Regions from separate parts of the Mus musculus genome. Here region 1 is linked to region 2. A link is a contact called in public Hi-C data. All regions are on one chromosome and are shown on one strand. Each heading gives the region's core, a stretch centred on a gene start, on an enhancer-like site or on the middle of the called end of the contact. The rest is flanking DNA. Distances are from core to core; before and after follow the strand shown. Region 1 overlaps Abhd17c (abhydrolase domain containing 17C). Region 2 holds the start of Cemip (cell migration inducing protein, hyaluronan binding).

Region 1 (3,685 bases), core at 577-3,076, 49 kb after region 2:
TCCTGTACAGAATGCTGGTAACTATCTGAAGCTGCTGCGGGGAGGAAGGAGTTAGGGAACTAAGAGCACCCATGGTCCCCACTGCATTCTGTGCTGTTGCTGGCATCATATATATATATGCATTCTCCTTGTGAAGCTTGGTCCTCAAAACGTCACTCAGCTCTCCTGGCACTTACTACAGGCGCACTGACTGATCAGTGTAGTAACTAGAGATAATCTGTAGTTACTGAGACATAACCTATGTGAATGTCCCCAGGTAAAAATTCTGAGGATGGTGTCACTACCTGGGTTCACTGGTTACTGCTTTAGGAGGAAATTAAAGAGGCTTGGTTCAGACAGGTCCCCAAAATGACTATTTCTCTCTCTTACTTTACACCTTGTCCTTCATAAATCAGGTGTCTCTTAAGCTGTGACAAAAGATGCAAACTATTCACTGCAATGCTGTCACTTAGCTCCCAGGTCACCAGACGCTAATGCATTTACATTACATTTCAATTTCTCATCAAAAAAAATCAAGACAGAGTCATTAACAAGATCAGTGGCAAGGGAATATGGAAGAAGCTTGTCACTCAAAATTAAAAGAACATGTTTATTTATCTTTTATTTTCTTTGCAGACAGAGTTGTACTGTGTACTGTGTACTGGTGGCCTGGAACTCCCTATGTAGACCAGGCTGGTTTTTGAGCGCACAGTTCCTCCTAACTCTGACTCCCCAGTACTGGATTAAAGATGTATGCTACCATGTTTGGTCTTCAAGAAAGTACTTAATATCAGTGTTTCAAAAATATTCAAAGCTGGTTTTAGAAAATTAAACACTAAGTTAGGGACCTGTTTTGGCCAGAGTTCTTATAGGAGAAAAACAGTTGGGGATGGTCTCACCACAGGTGTGAAGTGCAATGACACTGCTAAGCATGCAGAGTCCCACCTTCCCAGAGCAAGCTGCTTCCCCCACACATGACCTGCAGAACCAGAACTCGTCTGCTACAGTTGTCCCAGAATTGGAGCATCTGAGCTCCTAGGAGCCCTAGGAATCCTGCTAGGTATAATATCCACTACTTGGAAAGAAATATGCCAGGCACCAAATAAGGTTTTCAGAGACCTATGCGGCCCACAGTAGTCTGGGACTCACTATGTAGCTAAGGCTGGCCTTGAATTCCTTGAATAGTCTGTCTCCTAAGTGCCGGAATCACACCTGTGTGCCACCATGCCCAACATATGCAGTACTGCAAACTGAACCCAGGGCTTTTTTTTTTTTGTGCACAGTCGGCAACCACTCCATCTTCTGAGCTATATCCTTAGCTCCAAATGGAAAGATAAAAGTGCTAAAATTAAAATGTATAAGACACATGTGCTTGAAATGACTACAGTGAAGATAAAAAGGATTTAGCACATTTAGCTCTGATTCCCCCAACACAAACAGCCCGCACAGTAAACGATCACTAGCCTCTAGATAAGAGTGCATGTTCAAGTATAAAGAGAAAAGGGGGACACTTAAGGAACACTTATAAGAAGCTACAAAACCATCTGTAAAAGTCAAGCCATAACTAAGACCCTCTGTCTTCAGCACTCAATGAATGAAGCCGCCAGGACACTGTCTGCAGTTCTGCTTGACTCACTATTCGTAGAGATGCACACTGTGCGGGGAGGCAGGAGAGAAGAGCAGGATTCGAACCACAGGAGATAGATGACCACTTCTCTACCTTTGCTCATGGCAAAACTAGTGCATTTTAAACAAATACAAACATAAACTGACAGCTAGATGGGGTGATAGCTAGATGGGGTCATGCAAAGTATCAACAATTGATCATCTGATTGACCAAGTTTTGTGTTGGGGGTATGACTCAATCCTGGTACACCTGCTAACATAAGCAAGGCCACAGGGTCTACTTCCAGCACCGTGAGTGAAATGAAAACTAACTCTGAACTTGGCATTAGAACTTTATGAGAGTAATTAAGTCCTAGGTCAGTATGAGTATAGCCTAGATGACTAGATTTTATACTTGCCAAATTGCCCCTTTCTTCCCCAAATAAAATAAAAGAGTTAATAAGTTTACAAGCAGCAATCAATTATTACAATAAAAAGCAGAAAAGTGGTAATTTCTTCATCTGGCTTTCCAGGAACTGGCGCTGTCTTTGTTTCCTGCTTTCCTACTTTGCTATGGAGTCAAAATGTCTTCTTGGGCCATTGACATTAGGAGTTTACTACATCATTACCATCCTCATCACTCCACCAAGGATCATGTGACTGTCACAATGCTATTCTTAATAATGGAAGAGCCAAAATCTGAAAACCTGTTGACAAGTACAGAACTTTACAGAGTACAGTGTTTCACCATGCCTCTGAATCTCTCTGGCTAATTTGAGACTAAACTTGAATGGGATCAGGGAGTTGGATGGGGGAGAGGCTCCGTCCTGCCCAGCTGTCTCCAGGCTCTGTCTGGACAGGTCTCCAGAACTCCCCTTGCTTTAGGAGCAAATGAGGCCATCACTGTCTAAACTTTGAGACCAATGTACCAACTGTTAACAAGCTATGAATCACACCTCCAACTGGGTCACAGAACTTGTCTTACTTGTTCCTGTGGTCTCCAAACAAGCCCATTGGGAGCCAAGTCCTCAGGTCAGTAAGTCATTCCAGAACTGCCCAGTGTCTGTCTTCCAAGCAACTGCTGCTGAAGACAAACATTTTACTCCAGGAAGGAAGAGACTTGAGATGCTAATTTAAGTTCCATAAAGAAATCAAACTGATGTTTTAAATACCACCCCCTCCACCCCCCCTCCCTATTTAAATAGTATTGTTCTAGCAGTGGCTTTGCTACAGTTTCAAAGCCTTAGCTTCAACAGAGCATTTCAAAATAAACAAACAAGTTAACTGAGTTAACCATTAATCATAACCAAGAACAGGAATATCAGTAAGTGAGGCAGCACACTCAACTGCTCTAAACGGAGGAAAGGGTCCAACTCGGAAGACACAACTTGGAAGCAACTACCAACAGACTCACTGAGGTGGGTCATAGGACTGTTTAAAAGTCGGGAGAAATGATGACAGCTGACACTCACTCCTCAGCCCCTGGCTCAGCAACCCACTGCCAACTGGCTTCCTTTTGCTAACTCCCCAAGTGCACAGCCCACCTCCTGCTCTTCCCATAGAACTGTTCTCAGGATCAAAGGTACCTGGAGCACTTTGAAAACTGCAACTCCCTTAGAAACACCAGGTTTCTATTTTTCACATCGCCGAGGACGAGCTATACACTTAAGTGACTCATTTCTCTTCTTTTCAGTCAAAAAACAAAAAACTTACCAAACTTTGCCAACACCAGGGGAAAAACAACTCTTTAAAAAGAAACCCATTTTATAGAAAAGGAACCTGAAGCACAAGGCTCAAAAACTACTCTGGAACCCAAACAACCACTCTTGAGAGAAGCTGCTTCCTTCTTCAGGCATTTCCAGAGCCAGAAAGTACTGTCTTCAGAATGTTGTTTGTTACACAACCACAATTCTGAGCTCCAAGGGGTAGTGGAAGTCAGTATAGAATGGAAGGTATTCAAAGTCATCTTTTCAGATGCCAATTAAATATTAAGTATGTGCAATGTAAACCCCTACTTGGCATTTAGCTCTACATCCTACAGGGACACACCAAGTACTGAATTTGTTCAAAGACTGAAATTTCTAAACATTTTATTGTTGTG
Region 2 (3,638 bases), core at 138-2,637:
CTGAACACACCAGACTCAGGGCCACAGGCCCCGAGTGGCGGAAGTAGCTGGGAGCTGTCCATGGTGGCGCCGAGCCTGGGCACGCGGAGCAGCCTATTCCCCGCCCGCGGGCGCGCCTTAGGGTCCCTCTCCAGACCGCGGAGATGGAAATGACTCCCTGGCTCACGGTCTCCTGGACAGGCTTCAGCCAAGCCGTGGCTCTCACATCAAAAGCTTGGTTTTAAAGAGAAGGTCTTACCTGTGGGCAGAGTTGGCTGCTCGGAGCAGGACTGAGAACCTCAGACCTGGGGCGGGTAGAGTGTCCAGTCTTGGGGAACACCGGCACAACGCTCGGTCAAGAGCACAAGGATTCTCTGGGGTTCATTCCGAGATGTCACCGAACCAGAGCGGAGAGCTTGAGAACCGTGGACAACTCAGTCTTGTGCCTTATGGAGACCTTGGTTTTTCTGTCAATCTAGCGAGACCCTTCTTGCAGATGCTGTCTGTTGCCAGGGGCCACCAAATGTCCCTGCAGCGCTGCCAGGCTTAGTGTTTGTTTAAATAACAGCAGAGGCCACCGAGGTCGTCTAACATCAGATCATCTCCTCCAGCCCGGTGCCAGCGTATCACTGGGAGGGCAGAGGCAGGTTAGGGAACCCAGGAGACCTTGCCTACGTGGTAGCGACAAGGTACAGTCTTGCGAAGCTCACCATTAGCCACACGGTAAGCGCGTTCCCTGCACCGGGCTCCTTGCGAGACCTGCCTAGGGGCCATCTCTCTTCGATTAGACACTGTTGTTTGTGTGAACATCTGGTGCCATTCACAGGGGCACAAACTAAGCAAAACAGAAATCCACCTCCCGTCGAATACATTCCTGGACGATGGTGTCCCCAACACCTGACATTTGTAAAGATTTCAGAGACGAAGGACCGTGGCGGAGGCGTGTGCCCACCAATATATTCATGGATAGGCAGGCAGGCAGACAGACAGACAGACAGACAGACAGACAGTGGTAGACAGCATAGAATAATAGGCTGGACAATCAGACTGATGGAGGGCAACGTTCTACCTAACAGAGGGGAGAATGTGGGATCCGGTCTCTCCTCTCCTCCCCATAGCTTAACCCAAGCAGCCCTCGCGCCCTAGCTCCGGTCCTCTTACCTCAGGTTGATGACCGAGACCCTGCCACGCCTCGGGGATCTGGAGTGCAGCATCCCGTAGTCTAGTATCTGATCCCACGCGTTGAGCTCCTGAGCGTAAGCAAGTGGGACGGGAGCTGGCGGAAAGTGGGGTGCAGATTCCGACCTCACTCGGCACAGTGCTCCAGCAGCACCAGACCACTGCCACTCAGCGCAGAAGGCGCTCCTCGCTCGACTCCGCGCGCTCACTGGCTTAGTAGCTAGCTCGGAGCTGCCAGCCCGAGCCGACGCTTTTTATAGTCGCCTTCCGGGCCTGACTCCTCCCCACCAGAGCCCCCGGCGCCCGCACTCATCCCGTCCCCCCTGTCCCACCCCTGTCTCTGGGCAGCGTCCTCCCACTCACCGCGGTGGGCGGCCTGCGGGGCTGGACCCGGGCGGGCTCTGGCGGCCGCTCCGGGAGCCGCAGACCTGAGCCCGAGAGCCGCCGCCGGGACAAGCCGTGGCCACCAGGTGAGGGCGCTGGAGCCTAGGACGAAAGCTGCGGACCTCCGAGGGCTTAGTGATGGAAGCGCAGCTTGTATCCAGTGGCCTCCCCAAGGGACAGTCAGCCAGAAAAAAGAGATTTTGACAGAGTCGCCACCACTCTACGTTCAGGCTGTTAGATTTCAAACCCGTAACACTTTTTGTAAGCCAACATAGCAACAGAATCCAGGATCGCCTAGGTCTAGAGGTCTCTTAGAGAAGATCTTGTTTTGAAAGCTAGGGAGATGACCGCTAAGATGTTTACAGGTTTGAAAAAACAGAGTTCAGTTCCCAGAATCCTCATAAAAATGCCTTGGGTGGGCAATAGCCCTAATTTGTAATTCCAGAGCTGGGGAGGTGGAGACAGGTGGCTTGTTGGGGCTTGCTGGCCAGTCCGGGTAAAATAGAGATACCCGGTCTCAAAAACAAATAACACTCCAAGCAGCTTGACCTCTGTCTTAGGGGACACACACATACACACACACACACACACGGATAGTAGAGTTACTTCTTCACATGTGTCAGTTTTCTGCACATGCCAGTTACTTGACCATAAACAAGGGACTTCACCATTGGGCTCCCATGAGCCTGGAGAGAGGATTTCAGTGAGATTTTGTGGGTACTAAGTCATAGTAAGTGTTTGCTATCCTGCATGTAGTCTGTGCCTGGACAGGACAATGTTCTCAAGGATCAAAACAAGACAGTGCCACCAGTGAGTTATCCTCTGCCATAGGAATAAGTAAGCCCACCCAGAGCATCTAGCATCTCCTCAACACTGGGTGCCCTGAGCACCAGCTACCTATCCACTCTGACCCTGGCAAAAAGGGTGAAAGGTGCTGGGGATTTTTTTTTCCATTTCATTTTAATTCTAAGATGACAGCTTTGGTTGCAATTCTATATGCTGTCCCTCTTTGAGACTTATTGCTCAGCTCCCTCCTCTGGTTAATGAGAGTTCTCAAGTACACATTTCTTCCTGCCTGCCAATGTCCTATGCTCACTGCTGTGCGAGAGGGTCTTCATTCTAGGCAGTGCCCACCAGCTTTAGGAATCTCAGTGCAGGCTTTAGGGCCAGTCTATGGCAGAGACTTTGGAAGCCCCTGTCTAGGTCCTCTGGGCAGCAGCCTTTGGGCCATGTGTTGGAACCAGGGAAGCACAGCACTCCACCCCAGATCTTCTCTAGAAAGCTGGAACCAAAGATCAAGAGTCTCAGTTTGCCTTTGAACTCCAAGCATACCATCAACGGGGTCTGGTAGCAAGCTTCCTTTCTTTGCTCTCCCTTTCTAGCAGAATAAAACTGAGACCTACCTCCTTATAAAGTGCCTATCCAGTCCTTGCAGTACACATACTTGCTGAATCCCTTTCTTAAGGAACCCATTCCCCAGGCCCACAAACAAGGAGGAGCAGGTGACTGGGCATTGTGCTTGGACCAGCCTCACTGGGGCTCCTTCTCCCACCAGTGGAGCACAGACCAGAGGCTGCAAAGCAAGGGAGGAGCTCATCTTCACAGGCATCTCAGGGATGAGGAGTAATCTCCTGCTTAAGGGATGGGCTCTGGGAAGTGCTTTGTCATGCTTTCTCCAAGATGCAGAGTGTCCAGCTCATTCCTCTGGCATCCAGTTTTCTTTTATCATCGGCTCATGCCTGGGGTGGAAGAAGCTGATGAATTACAGACAGGCTCCACATGTCTAAAACCAGATTCTCCAGCCACGTCCACTCAGCATTTCTACCCAGGCCTTTGTAACCCGCAGTGTATGATGGGTAATTCTTTTGGTGTGGATTACCAGCAATGTGAACCTGATGGATTTCCTATCTACACTTCTCTAAATCCAAGACTTATAAATGCAGAGATGGGGGCTAGTTGCAAAATGAACTGATAGCTTTCAAGTTCTTGCCAGGATCCCCAGAGGGACCAGTGGTGCTCTTGGCTGGGGGTGTACGGCGTCACACCAGCCTCTAAGACCTGCACTGAGTTCCTACCACCTTCCTGGAATATTCAGC

The links. A called contact is a pair of places that touch in the nucleus more often than the background predicts.
Region 1: a contact with region 2 is called in a Hi-C map of liver, with 1.9 times the contacts expected there. The contact joins the enhancer-like site here to the promoter of Cemip in region 2. A contact is called at or near these places in 9 of 39 promoter capture datasets (the 3T3-L1 cell line, embryonic stem cells, frontonasal cranial neural crest and 4 more), 2 of 15 datasets of contacts at CTCF or cohesin (the NIH/3T3 cell line and pro-B cells), 31 of 484 Hi-C or Micro-C datasets (the AML12 cell line, the AtT-20 cell line, the BV-2 cell line and 18 more), 7 of 115 datasets of contacts at active chromatin or transcription factors (CD8 T cells, bone marrow-derived dendritic cells, embryonic stem cells and 2 more) and 3 of 9 other capture datasets (embryonic stem cells, liver and pancreatic islet).

What each region holds. Positions count from the first base shown.
Region 1 is chr7:84,133,490-84,137,174 of GRCm38.p6, forward strand. The region is part of intron 1 of Abhd17c (abhydrolase domain containing 17C); the gene reads right to left. Among named protein-coding and RNA genes, the nearest start is that of Abhd17c, 17 kb to the right of the region's middle. Within about 2 kb of position 1,827, at least 53 of the 459 cell types and tissues checked have an H3K27ac peak or open chromatin away from gene starts, as enhancers often do. A contact at or near this core is called in the AML12 cell line, liver and uterus, where this site is marked.
Region 2 is chr7:84,085,118-84,088,755 of GRCm38.p6, forward strand. Cemip (cell migration inducing protein, hyaluronan binding) reads right to left here and starts at 1,388. Exons shown (of 29, transcript NM_030728.4): 1 at 1,141-1,388.